Linked DNA regions of Hordeum vulgare: region 1 is linked to region 2. The links are chromatin contacts, called in public Hi-C maps. All regions are on one chromosome and are shown on one strand. Each heading gives the region's core, a stretch centred on a gene start, on an enhancer-like site or on the middle of the called end of the contact. The rest is flanking DNA. Distances are from core to core; before and after follow the strand shown. Region 1 has its middle 86 kb from the start of LOC123403269. Region 2 holds the start of LOC123404320 (endoglucanase 7-like).

Evidence for each region. A called contact is a pair of places that touch in the nucleus more often than the background predicts.
Region 1: a contact with region 2 is called in a Hi-C map of seedling, with 2.5 times the contacts expected there. The contact joins the enhancer-like site here to the promoter of LOC123404320 in region 2. A contact is called at or near these places in 2 of 6 Hi-C or Micro-C datasets (leaf and seedling).

The regions. Positions count from the first base shown.
Region 1 is chr6H:511,776,955-511,783,193 of MorexV3_pseudomolecules_assembly, forward strand. No RefSeq gene overlaps it. Among protein-coding and RNA genes, the nearest start is that of LOC123403269, 86 kb to the right of the region's middle. Within about 2 kb of position 4,392, at least 3 of the 3 cell types and tissues checked have open chromatin away from gene starts, as enhancers often do. A contact at or near this core is called in leaf and seedling, where this site is marked.
Region 2 is chr6H:511,230,705-511,236,434 of MorexV3_pseudomolecules_assembly, forward strand. LOC123404320 (endoglucanase 7-like) reads right to left here and starts at 3,741. Exons shown (of 4, transcript XM_045098244.1): 1 at 2,981-3,741; 2 at 2,203-2,403; 3 at 1,233-1,487; 4 at 257-1,144. The coding sequence starts at 3,457. The coding sequence ends at 482.

The DNA.
Region 1 (6,239 bases), core at 3,142-5,641, 550 kb after region 2:
CAACTTCATGCTGATCGTATTCAACCATACGAGTCATGTTCGACCTTTGGGTCTCTTGTATTCGATGTCATGTCTGTACATGCTAAGCTCGTCGAGTCAACCTAAGTGTTTCGCGTGTGTAAATCTAGCTTACACCCGTTGTATGCGAACATTAGAATCTATCACACCCGATCATCACGTGGTGCTTCGAGACAACGATCCTTCGCAACGGTGCACACTTAGGGGAATACGTTCTCAAAAATTTTATGAGGGGTCATCTTATTATGTTATCGTCGTTCTAAGCAATAAGATGAAAAACATGATAAACATCACATGCAATCATATAATGACATGATATGGCCATTACCATCTTAGCTCTTTCGATCTCCATCTTCGGGCATCGCATGATCATCATTGTCACCGGCGTGACACCATGATCTCCATCATCATGATCTCCATCATCGTGTCTCTGTGAAGTCGTCACGCCATCTACTACTACTACTACTACTACTACTACTACTATAGCTAACCGTTAGCAATGAAGTAAAGGTAGTAAACACATCGCGTTGCATCTCATACAATAAATTAAGACAACTCCTATGGCTCCTGCCGGTTGTCATACTCAACGACATGCAGTCGTGATTCCTATTACAATAACTTTATCATCTCATACATCACACATGTAACATCACAACTTTGGCCATATCACATCACATGTAAAACCCTGCAAAAACAAGTTAGACGTCCTCTAATTGTTGTTGCAAGTTTTATGTGGCTGATTTGGGTTTCTAGCAAGAACGCCGTCTTACCTACGTGACAGCCACAACGATGATATGGCAAAGCTATTTACCCTTCATAAGGACCATTTTCATCAAATCCAATCCGACTAGAGTGGGATAGACAGACACCCGCTAGCCACCTTTATGCACGGTGTGCATGTCGGCCGGCGGAACCTATCTCACGTAAGCGTACGTGTAAGGTCGGTCCGGGCCACTTCATCACACAATACCGCCAGAAAAGAATAAGACTAGTAGCGGAAAGAAATTGACAAATCAACTTCCACAACCTTTTGTGTTCTACTCGTGCATGGAATCTACGCATAGAAAACCTCGCTCGGATGCCACTGATGGGTAACGTAGCATAAATTCAAAATTTTCCTACGCCATATTCAGATATTCCTATGGAGAGACCAGCAACGAGAGAGGGGAGAGTGCATATTCATACCTTTGAAGATCGCTAAGCGGAATCGTTGCTAGAATGCCGTTGATGGAGTCGTACTCGCGGCGATTCAGATCGCGGTGTGATTCCGATCTAGTGCCAAATCACGGCACCTCCACGTCCAACACACGTGCAGCCTGGTGACGTCTCCCGCATCTTGATCCAGCAAGGAGGAGGGAGAGGTTCGGGAAGATCTCCGGCAGCACGACGGCGTGGTGTCGATGGAGAGACGAGGTCTCCCGGCAGGGCTTCCCCAAGCACCATGGGATAGGAGGAAGAAGAAGAGCAGGGCTGCGCTGAGAGAGATGGAAAAATCATGTTCTCAAAGGCCAAAAAACCCGCTATATATAGGGGGAGGGAGGGTGGAGCCCCCTTTAGGGTTTCCCACCCTAAAGGGGGCGGCAGCCCAAGATGGGAGAGGGGGGTGGCGGTCAGGAGGGGGAGAGGGGGGTGGCGCACCCTTGGTGGGTCTTAGGCCCACCAGACTTAGGGTCCCCCCCCCTTTCCCTCTCTAGGCGCCTTGGGCTGGGTGTGGGGGACGCACCAGCCCACCCAGGGGCTGGTTCCCTCTCACACTTGGCCCATGTAGCCTCCTGGGGCTGGTGGCCCCTCCCGGTGGGCCTCCGGAACCCTTCCGGTGGTCCCAGCACTTTGTCGGTGGTGCCCGAAACATTTCCGGCGTCCAAACCCATCCATCCTATATATCAATCTTTACCTCCGGACCATTCCGGAGCTCCTAGTGACGTCCGGGATGTCAACCGGGACTCCGAACAACCTTCGGCAACCTTGTATAGCAATTCCCTATAACCCTAGCGTCATCGAACCTTAAGTGTGTAGACCCTATGGGTTCGGGAGGCATGCAGACATGACCGAGACACTCTCCGGCCAATAACCATCAGCGGGATCTGGATACCCATGGTGGCTCCCAGATGTTCCACGAAGATCTTATCGGATGAACCACAATGTCAAGGATTCAATCAATCCCGTATACAATTCCCTTTGTCTGTCGGTATAGAACTTGCCTGAGATTCGATCGTCGGTATACCCATACCTTGTTCAATCTCGTTACCGGTAAGTCTCTTTACTCGTTCCATTGGACGTCATCCTGTGACTAACTCCTTAGTCACATTGAGCTTATGATGATGTTCTACCGAGTGGGCCCAGATATACCTCTCCGTTACACGGAGTGACAAATCCCGATCTTGATTCGTACCAACCCAACAGACACTTTCGGAGCTACCCGTAGTGCACCTTTATAGTCACCGAGTTACGTTGTGGCATTTGATACACCCAAAGCACTCCTACGGTATCCGAGAGTTGCACAATCTCACGGTCGAAGGAAAAGACACTTGACATTAGAAAAGCTTTAGCATACGAACAACACGATCTAGTGCTATGCTTAGGATTGGGTCTTGTCCATCACATCATTCTCCCAATGATGTGATCCTTTTATCAATGACATCTAATGTCCATGATTAGGAAACCATGATCATCTATTGATCAACGAGCTAGCCAACTAGAGGCTTGGTAGGGACACATTGTGATCTATTTATTCACACATGTATTACTATTTCCTGTTAATACAATTATAGCATGAACAATAGACGATTATCATGAACAAGCAAATATGGTAATAACCATTTTATTATTGCCTCTAGGGCATATTTCCAACACTGCCACAAGAGGGTAGGACAAAAGATGGCATGCAAGGTCTTATCGCAAGCACGTATGACTATATACGAAATACATGCCTACATTACATTGATGAATTGGAGCTAGTTCGGTGTCGCTCTAGTGTGTAACTGTTACATGATTGATGTCATCTAAATCATTATTCAGCATCGGTCTATGTGCCTATGCATTTCATATACTGAATCTTGCTAAGTTACTATTGATGTTGCTACTGTTATAATCTTTACAAAACTACTGTTGTTACTGTTACGGTTGTGGAGAGATATCCTAAGTGTGGTTGAATTGGAAACTCACTTGCTATTACTAATAAATATTTTGTGCTTCCCTTGTGTCGAATCAATAAACCAGGGTGTAATACTACCCCTGAAGACTCTTGCGATCCCATAGACTTGTGGGTTATCAAGACATTTTCAGGCGATGTTGCCTTGGAGCATAGCTCTATTTATTTTGTTAACTTCAGGATATCCAATTGTCACTATTAATAATCTAAAAGATACTAGAACCAACATCATACCCTCGAAGACGAGGGGAGGTAAGGAACTGTCATCTAGCTCTCCTTTTGATTCACCTACTGTTTTGAATCAGCTTATGACACCACCACTTACTCCTTGTTCTGATATGTCACAAGTATTTGATGATGCTACTTATGAAACTCATGAAACTTATGATGATCATGGTGATATACTTGCTAAAAACAAATCTGTGCCAAATTCGGTCAATTTTGTTTTTTTGCCACGCCTTGTAAGAATGTTATTTCATGCCAAATTTTTGCACGCACTTAAAACTTTTGTAAATGTTGATTTAAAAAAAATCATAATTCTTTGATTTTGTTTTTACTGTTCACTGAGCTGAAATGAGCTCCGGAGACGAAACTCTGCGTCTAAATTTATGTTCTTTCTTATGTTAGAAAAGTGTTGATTTGAAAGAAAAGAATGAATAGAAAAATGAACCAATACATAAGAAAACCAGCGGAAGGAGATGGTAGGAGGTGGGATGAAAAAACGAACGAAAAAAAAATCTGCGTATGAAAAAAATCACATATCACACTACCAACTCCTTAATTAGGAGTAGAGATAATCGTCCTCCTCGCGACGTTGAGATGAACCGGTCTAGGTGAACACTCAACAATGATGCGACAAGGTCAATACCAAACTGCCAACGAAGACCGGTCGTCTCAATATGCCGCACGAGCCACCCGTCGTGTCTTCCAACCATTCCACACGCACCATTGATCCATCACTCACAAAATGGAGTACTACTTACATGTTACCGCAAATAAAATAAATTTGGAGCGGAATTGGCCAGATTTGCTTAGAAGATCAACTGGCCATACCCTGTGACCAAGGGAGTTTTACCAGATTATTGGATCAACAATTTATTCCAATTCAGGGTTGATTGAGGTGAAAGGAGAATGGGAAAGGGTACTGATCAGTAGGAGTACCACCCATGCGAGACCTAAAAGAGTACTAATACAACGCGGAGCCGGGACACGATGTGGGAGCGAGTACGAAGGAAGCAATAAATTGAACTGTACCCATCCTACTAACCACTATGGCTGTGACGCGGTACACTGGTAGGCTGTGGCACAGCTCCGCTACTGGCCAGGTACACTGTCTCCTTGGTGATGGAAGGTTGAAAACTTTGCGAGTCAACTGCACGCGCTAGCTGCTCTACATAAGCCTTTAATACTAACAACACAAGCACTGCGGCGAAGCAGTAGTACAAGCACCAACTTGATTGATGCTACTATTAACTACTACTCCCTCCGTTTTAGAATATAAGACCTTTTAGAAATTACACTAGGAGACTACATACGAAATAAAATGAGTAAATGTATATTCTAAAATATGTCTATGTACATCCGTATGTAGTTCATAGTGCAATATCTAAAAGGTCTTATATTTAGGAACAGAGGGAGTAGTAACGTGGTAGGCCGTACTGATGAGCGTTGTGGGTCCAGACTCTGAGACTCCTGGCTCAAGATTACCGTCACAACACCACAAAATGTACTACTACACTCATTTAACCAGCGTTCTTACACGTTGCTGCCAGGTATATTTGTGCACAGGAAACGCACAAGTCAATTGGATGCGATCAAGGCTTCTGAGAGAACAAAATAATCCATGCCAGTATATTAGCAGTACTAAAAAAACAGTATAGTGTAGCAGCACTAAAATAGTCGACTGGTCAAAATGATGGCGCCAGCTTCTCAAGGCTGACAAAGGCTTGTCTCTGAGCCCTGACACGCCCGCTGCCCCACCCAGCAGTTTTTTTAATCTCCCCATCAGCAAAGCAACAACACCAACAAATTCATCCGTTCAGAGTTCAGACACACCAACTCCATTTCTTTTCTTCAACCCTTCTTTAACAAGCCTTCGTCCCACCTCCCAATTGATTTCGTTTCCCCCCATCCGCCCCCGAATTCTTTATCCCGGCCCGGACCGATAAAGCCAGCCCCCCAGCCACCACCCGTCGCCATGATTGGGAGGCCCTCACCCTGCCTGCGCGCCAGTGCATGCCATGCCATGCCATGCCAACGCCGACGCCGATGCGCTTGCGACCACGAGACGACGGGCTGCTGCCCGCTTTCCCCCACCGGCGCAAAAGCTCCTCCTTGATCTGGCTACCTGGGCTGGCATGGAGGCCAGCGGCAAGGGCAGGCAGGCAGTCAGGCCTGCGCCACTGCGCCGCGTGCTGCCGTCCGTGGTCTGGTCAGGCAGGCCGAGGCCGGGAAGGCTAGGCTCTCATGTGATGCCGCTGCACGGCGCCACCTCATTTCATTCTCCATGCCGTTCTCCTGCTTCGGCCGATCGGCATATTTACGTGCATGTCATGATGAGACCGATCGACTCATCGACGGAGGCATCGCCGTATGCAGATGAGGTTTGTGGTATACGTAGCGCGGGAGCACTGGTTGGGCATTGACCTTAACCAGGCCCCTGCGTGGGCAGGCGGGCAGGCAGGGCCGGTGTCGTGCGCATGCATGCATGCATGCATATGCCATAGTACTCCACTTGCGTACGCTTGGTACATGGAGAGAGGGAGAGAGGCGGAGCGGGAAACGCGTCGACTTTTCTACACGTGTACTTGTCTGAGGAAGATTTTGTACATTGGCGTACAGGCGCATGCAGTCATATGTGCGGTACTCGCAAGTTCGCAGATGCGGTGATTAAGATCGGTCGTACGTGGGTTACCCATCAATGATGTGTAAGATGTGTTACTGCACCCATCACCTAACTTCTCTCATTTCCCGTCGAAGAAAGATGATGTGTCAGACGCAAGAGACGAGTCACTCCTGCACGCCTGTTTCGTTGTTTGCTTAGCATTGAGCACGCACAGAACAGAACGAG
Region 2 (5,730 bases), core at 2,491-4,990:
TGCTCTAGTCTGCAGCAGCTCAGTAATCACTATATAATGCTCTCTTCAAGCTATTAAAGGGGTGCAGGTGACAGAATGTTTGAAATAACAGCCCCGCGTAATCAGAATCAAGGATGATCTCTAGATAAAGAAAGAAAAATGACATCGTGGTGCCGTGGGCCTTCTTTCGTGCTTTGCTGTTGATCTATCCCCTGTTGACGAGCGATAACATATCCAAGCGTAGACAATTATTAAGCAAACTCGATAGAATCACCGATGTATAACTTGAATTCTCATTTTCCTTTTCTCGTATGTACAGGCAGCGAATTTACATTTGCATGTCACATGTGAATGCCTCCACCCTTTGTTTTTTCCTCGTATTTCTACACCCATCTCCATCCTTCCTGTGTATCAAGAAACCTCCAAAGAAGGAGAGAAAAATGAACAAAAGAATGGGGAAAATTGTACAGCCCCCTGGACCTATAACCCCTATCTAATCCATTTACACCTCGGCCGCCACCTTCTCCTCCCTGGCCATCCGGTTGAGCTTGGCGAACATCCCGACCATGGGCGCGGTGTTGTACGTGCACGCCTCCGTCTGCATGTAGTTGTCCCGGTTGTCCCTGAACCTGTCCCTCCGGTCGGGCCCGCCGACGATGGCGCCGACGAGCACGTTGGGGTTGGAGCTCCGGCGGCCGAACCAGTGGTCGAACCCCTGCGTGCACCCGATGAACTGCTTGCTGTGCTTGTAGGGCACGATGGATGCCGCGCGGTGGTGCACCCTGGCGGGGTACTTGGCGCCGTACCCCACGAGGTAGCTCACCCCCCTCGGGTTGCTGCCCAGCACGTAGTCCACCTGCGCCCTGGCCAGCGCGGCCACCTCGCCGGCGCCCGCCGTCTCGCCGCCGGCGCAGGCCACCGTCCCCACGCCGGCCCCCGCCAGGTAGTCGGCGTAGGTGGAGAGCAGGAACGCCGCGTTGGTCACGTACTGCATGTTGTTCCACTGCCGGATGTAGAGCATCCCTCCCGGGCTCCGCTCCACGTTGGCGTCCTCGCCGCCGGCCGCGTTCCGGCCCAGGCACGCGCACACGTAGTGCTCCGCCTTGGCCTGGTACTGCTCCAGCGTCCTCTTCTGCTCCGCCGTGTGCTCTCCCCTCAGCAGCAGCTGCAATTAATTAATCATTTGGTCTCCTCGTCAGTGACCGGCCGGCCGTCTAGTGATCGATCCTTCACATGCATGATAGCTTACGTACCCTTGCGGCGAGGATCTGGACGCCGGCGTACTTGACGTCCCAGCTGAACTCGGTGATGGCCCAGCCGGTGCCGCCGAAGTCGTGGGCGTTGTCGACGACGTAGTCGAGGTAGCTGGCCTTGCCGGTGGCGCGGTGGAGCCACAGGGCGGCCCACAGCAGCTCGTCCTTGTACCCGCTCACCGACGCGTAGTAGCTCTTCACCTCCGCTATGCTGCTGTCGTATTGGCCCCTGTACCCGTCCGCGAACTCGAACAACTGCACGCACGTTCACAAAAAGCCAAAGTAAACATGATCAGCCAACAACAACTAAGATTGTAACGCTGTTAGTTTGGTTTGTTCATAAATTATTTAAGAAAGCCCTAATGATAATTAAGGTTGCATACGTATCGTATCATTCATTGACGCATTTTATAGTTGACGCTTGAAGAGCATGCAGCAGGTGGGTGGCCAGGTCAGTGGGTGTGAATACGGAGCGGTTCAATTAGCACATGATGATGACACGACGACCGCTTCCTAATAATGTTCCCAGTTAAGCATGTGATTGATTGAACTGGCCACCTAATCATATATACATGCATGGCCGGAGGCAGGCAGCAAATGGAAAGTTTCCCATGACCCCCGTCCACCAGATAGAGGTTGCGTTCCGGCGGCCCCACACGGCAGCCAGCCCCTACGATGGATCGACGTCGATCGTGTTGAGGTGTTGGCAACTTGGCATGTGCGGCACAAGAAAAGAACACCGCCCATGAAAAGACCGGCACCCCCCTTGACCAAAGCTACCAATACGCGCGCTATGTTCCAAAATCCAGTACGCGGACAGACTGGTGCTACACGAAGCTCCAAACTTGCACCGATATTTTTTTCCGTTCCATTTTTCCACATAGGACCTTGCATGCACCGCGTACGTCAATGTATACGTGTGTGTGTGTGTGTGTCGAGTATGTATGTATGTATGTATGTATGTATGTACCTGCTGGGCGTGGTGGAGGAGGAGGTGGGCGTAGTGCGGGTTGGATTTGCGGAAGACCATGGAGGCGGCGGCCATGGCGGCGGCCGTCTCGCCGGCGACGTCGGAGCCCGGGTGGTCGCGGTCGACCTTGTACGCCTGCCGCGACGTCGTCATGTCCTCCGGCCGCTGCCAGCAGTAGTGATCCGTGTCGCCGTCTCCCACCTGTTGTTGTTGTGTTGCAAGTAAAAGGAGATTATTTCCAGCTCAAAAAATAAAAAAGGAAACTGATCAGACGGTTCGGATGCATGGACCGACGAAAGCTTTTTTGAAACCTATGCGCGCCATGTGTGGAAGAAAGAAAAAAACACGCATAGTTTAGTGCTGCCGTTCGTTCGTTCGTTCGTACGTACGTTCATCAAATCAAACTGGCCGCCTACCTAACACGCTTGTTGTTATTCACCAGAAAGAACCCCTTTTTCTTTTCTTCCCCAACCAGAAAATACTCCTATATATACAATATATAATCGATCTTTCTACAGAAAAAAGATATAGGGTATCTATAACATAATTCATGAAAAAAAAGTAATCGATCAAAGTGCAACAAGGTAGCTAGGTGTGCATGATTGAATTGGTCTCTCCCTCTCTCTTTCTTGCGTGCGCAACAGCTAGCTTGGCTTGGAACTGGTCGGTCTCATTTGCATATGCATGTCATGGTCATGATCGATCGTGTCTGAACGGAAGAACACAGCTAGCCGAGGCGAGGTGACACGAGATCGTTCGTCGGCATGTAGGTACGTACCTCGGCCCACAGCTCGTCGGGCTGCGTGTGCGCCTTGATGAAGTAGTCGGTGCCCCACTTGATGGCCTCGAGCGCGTGCGCGAGCTCGCCGGCCGCCGCGACGTCGGCGCCGTACTCGATCATGCTCCAGGACAGCATGGTGACGGTGAAGGCCATGGGCAGGCCGAACTTGACGTGGTCGCCGGCGTCGTAGTAGCCGCCCACCAGGTCCACCCCTTGCTCCAGGCCGTCGGTGAGGCCCGAGTGGTCGCGCCACGGCACGCGCTGCCCGTGCGGCAGCCGCCCCGACCGCTGCGCCTCGAAGTAGACCAGGCTCTTCCGCAGCGCCTCCTCGTAGTTGTGCGCCTTGCCGCTCCCGCTCTTGCCCCCCTCCGCCGCCGAAGACGACGCCGCCGCGATCAGCATCGTCAGCAGCGCCGGTAGCAGCAGCGCGGCCCGGAGACATGCCGCGGCTGCGGTGCCCCTCCCCGATCTCATGGCGCAAGAAGATGCTCCTCGGATCGTTGGCAACTTCGCATGCGCCCGGAGCGCGCCCTCTGCCGGCTCTGCTAGCTTAGCCTGTGTGCGAGCGTAGGTGTTGGTGTGTGTGTGATGATCTGCGTATATATCTCTGCCGCCGTTGTGGGCTAGGCTGTGTGGCGAGCAGGGCAGTGTCCTCCAACCTGAGGGGCGTGGCTTGGCGCGCTTATATTCGCGGCCGGCGTCCAGGTCCGGCGCACGCACGCGCAGCGCGTTGAACTGGTTCGGCGGCCGGGCCGGGGCCGGGACGGGGGGAATATAAAACTCAGGAGGTGGATAGCAAGAGAAGAGAGGAGCAGGCAGGAAAGAAACGAGCGCGGCTGCGTTTTGGGCGCGTTTTTGGAGTTGGAGGGGGGTGGACTCGTTCGGGTTTTGTATTTGTATCGTATCGATTTGTTTGGTGAGGCAGGGGGAGATTGAGATGATTGGGTTGGGTTGGGTTTTGGGTTAACGACGACGCACGCAAGCGGAGCAGATTTTGACCGGGGATGTACGTGCTTTTTTCAGAGCGCGCGCGCGCGTGTACACGTGAATCGGTTGGGGCCAGCCGGACACGTACCACCGAGCACCAACACATGGACGAAGCACGCGCGTGAGACCGGCGTAGTAGTTCGTTCGGGCCAAGTCGCCGGTCCACCGGCCGGCCGGTGGCCCGTAACAGGTTTTCATTCCACTGTGAAATCTTAGCAGGTAAGTATCTAAGGTCACTCGACCGGTCTGATGAAAAGGATGACTCGTTTCTTTTTCAAAAAAAAAAAAACGCGTATACCTTATTCGTATGAACGTCTTTGAGAAACTGTGTCGGCATACTACTGTTTTTGACCAAGGCGTCTTTAGAAATAGACTTCCGTTTCGCTATATTAATATAGCAATCATCCAATACAACCGTTATACCATTGTTGGACAAATAACACACTCAAGCCTAAAAAAAAGAACACACAAAAAGAAAAACAGGAGAAACAAATGCCAACAACGTCGGATTGACAAAAACGATGATTTTCCGTAAGTGCGACGCCCTCCAGAGAATTCCACCATACTCCTATGTCTACGAATTGTCGTGCACCAAGCAACACCTTCAGGCCTCGTTTGACACAAGGGGGTTGGAGGGGTTCAGAAGGGATGATCCCCGCAGGGACAGAAAACCCCAAAATTCCCCATGAGTTCATTTGGTACAAAGGGTTTGTGATGTACAAACCCCTTCGAACCACCAAAATCCCCCCAATCCACAGAGTTTTGAAGCATCTAGGGAGTACTAGTGAAACTTGTGCAACGGGGATTCAAGGGAATTGGGTGGAAGAGGGGGATTCACCAAATCCCCTGGAATCCCCACCTTCTTGGGGGCTTGAAAACCACTTGTGCCAAACAAGGCCTCATGAAGAATAGTGACGACGACGCTGCTGTCCGAACGGATCCTAGAATTTCTCCCGGTACACGGAGAGGAGTGGGGAGAGGGTACACCCGACACCCTTCAAGAAGGGAGGCAACGCCCGCCGGCATCACCACGTTAGTGCCGGCATGAACCGACAACGATTTCCGTCAATCCCCACACACCCACACTCAAGACCAACCGTTGGCTCCATCATACTTGCCGCCCACCAACATGCGCTTGCATAGTCTTGAGATCATCATGGCCATCTCATCAAGGCAAACGCCGCGAGGCCGGCTAGACCAAAAGAAAGCAACCGTAGACAGGGCCGACAGTACCATAGCGACATGGGCGGGAACATCCTCCACCGCCTTAGACAGTAGAAGATCGGACGCAAACAGGAGCAGACGAGGTCAAGTGCCCAGCCGGGCCTAGCTCGGGCCCCTGAAGCTCCCGTCGTCACGCTGCAACAAACGCGGTGCCGTAACCGCCATCCTCGTCATGGGGAGCCTCGCCAGACCCGCCGGAGGCCAGTCGCCGTAGTCCTAGCTGGCCCGCCATGACCAGGATCGGGCCCAAAAGGGACTACATCCGGCCAACAGGGCGCCGCGAGCCACTGCCCGCATGAAGCCGCCACCGCCGCCAAGTGATGCCCTCTCTCTAGGTCATTTTCTCCTCTAGATTAGTTAAGTGGAGCTTGGCGAAGCCCTGCTGGATTAGTTCACCACCACCACCACCACCACGCCGTCGTGCTGGAGAACTCATCTAACTCTCCGCCCCTCTTGCTGGATCAAGAAGACGGAGATCATCATCGAGCTGTACATGTGCTGAAAGCGGAGGTGCTGTCCGTTCGGTACTAGATCAG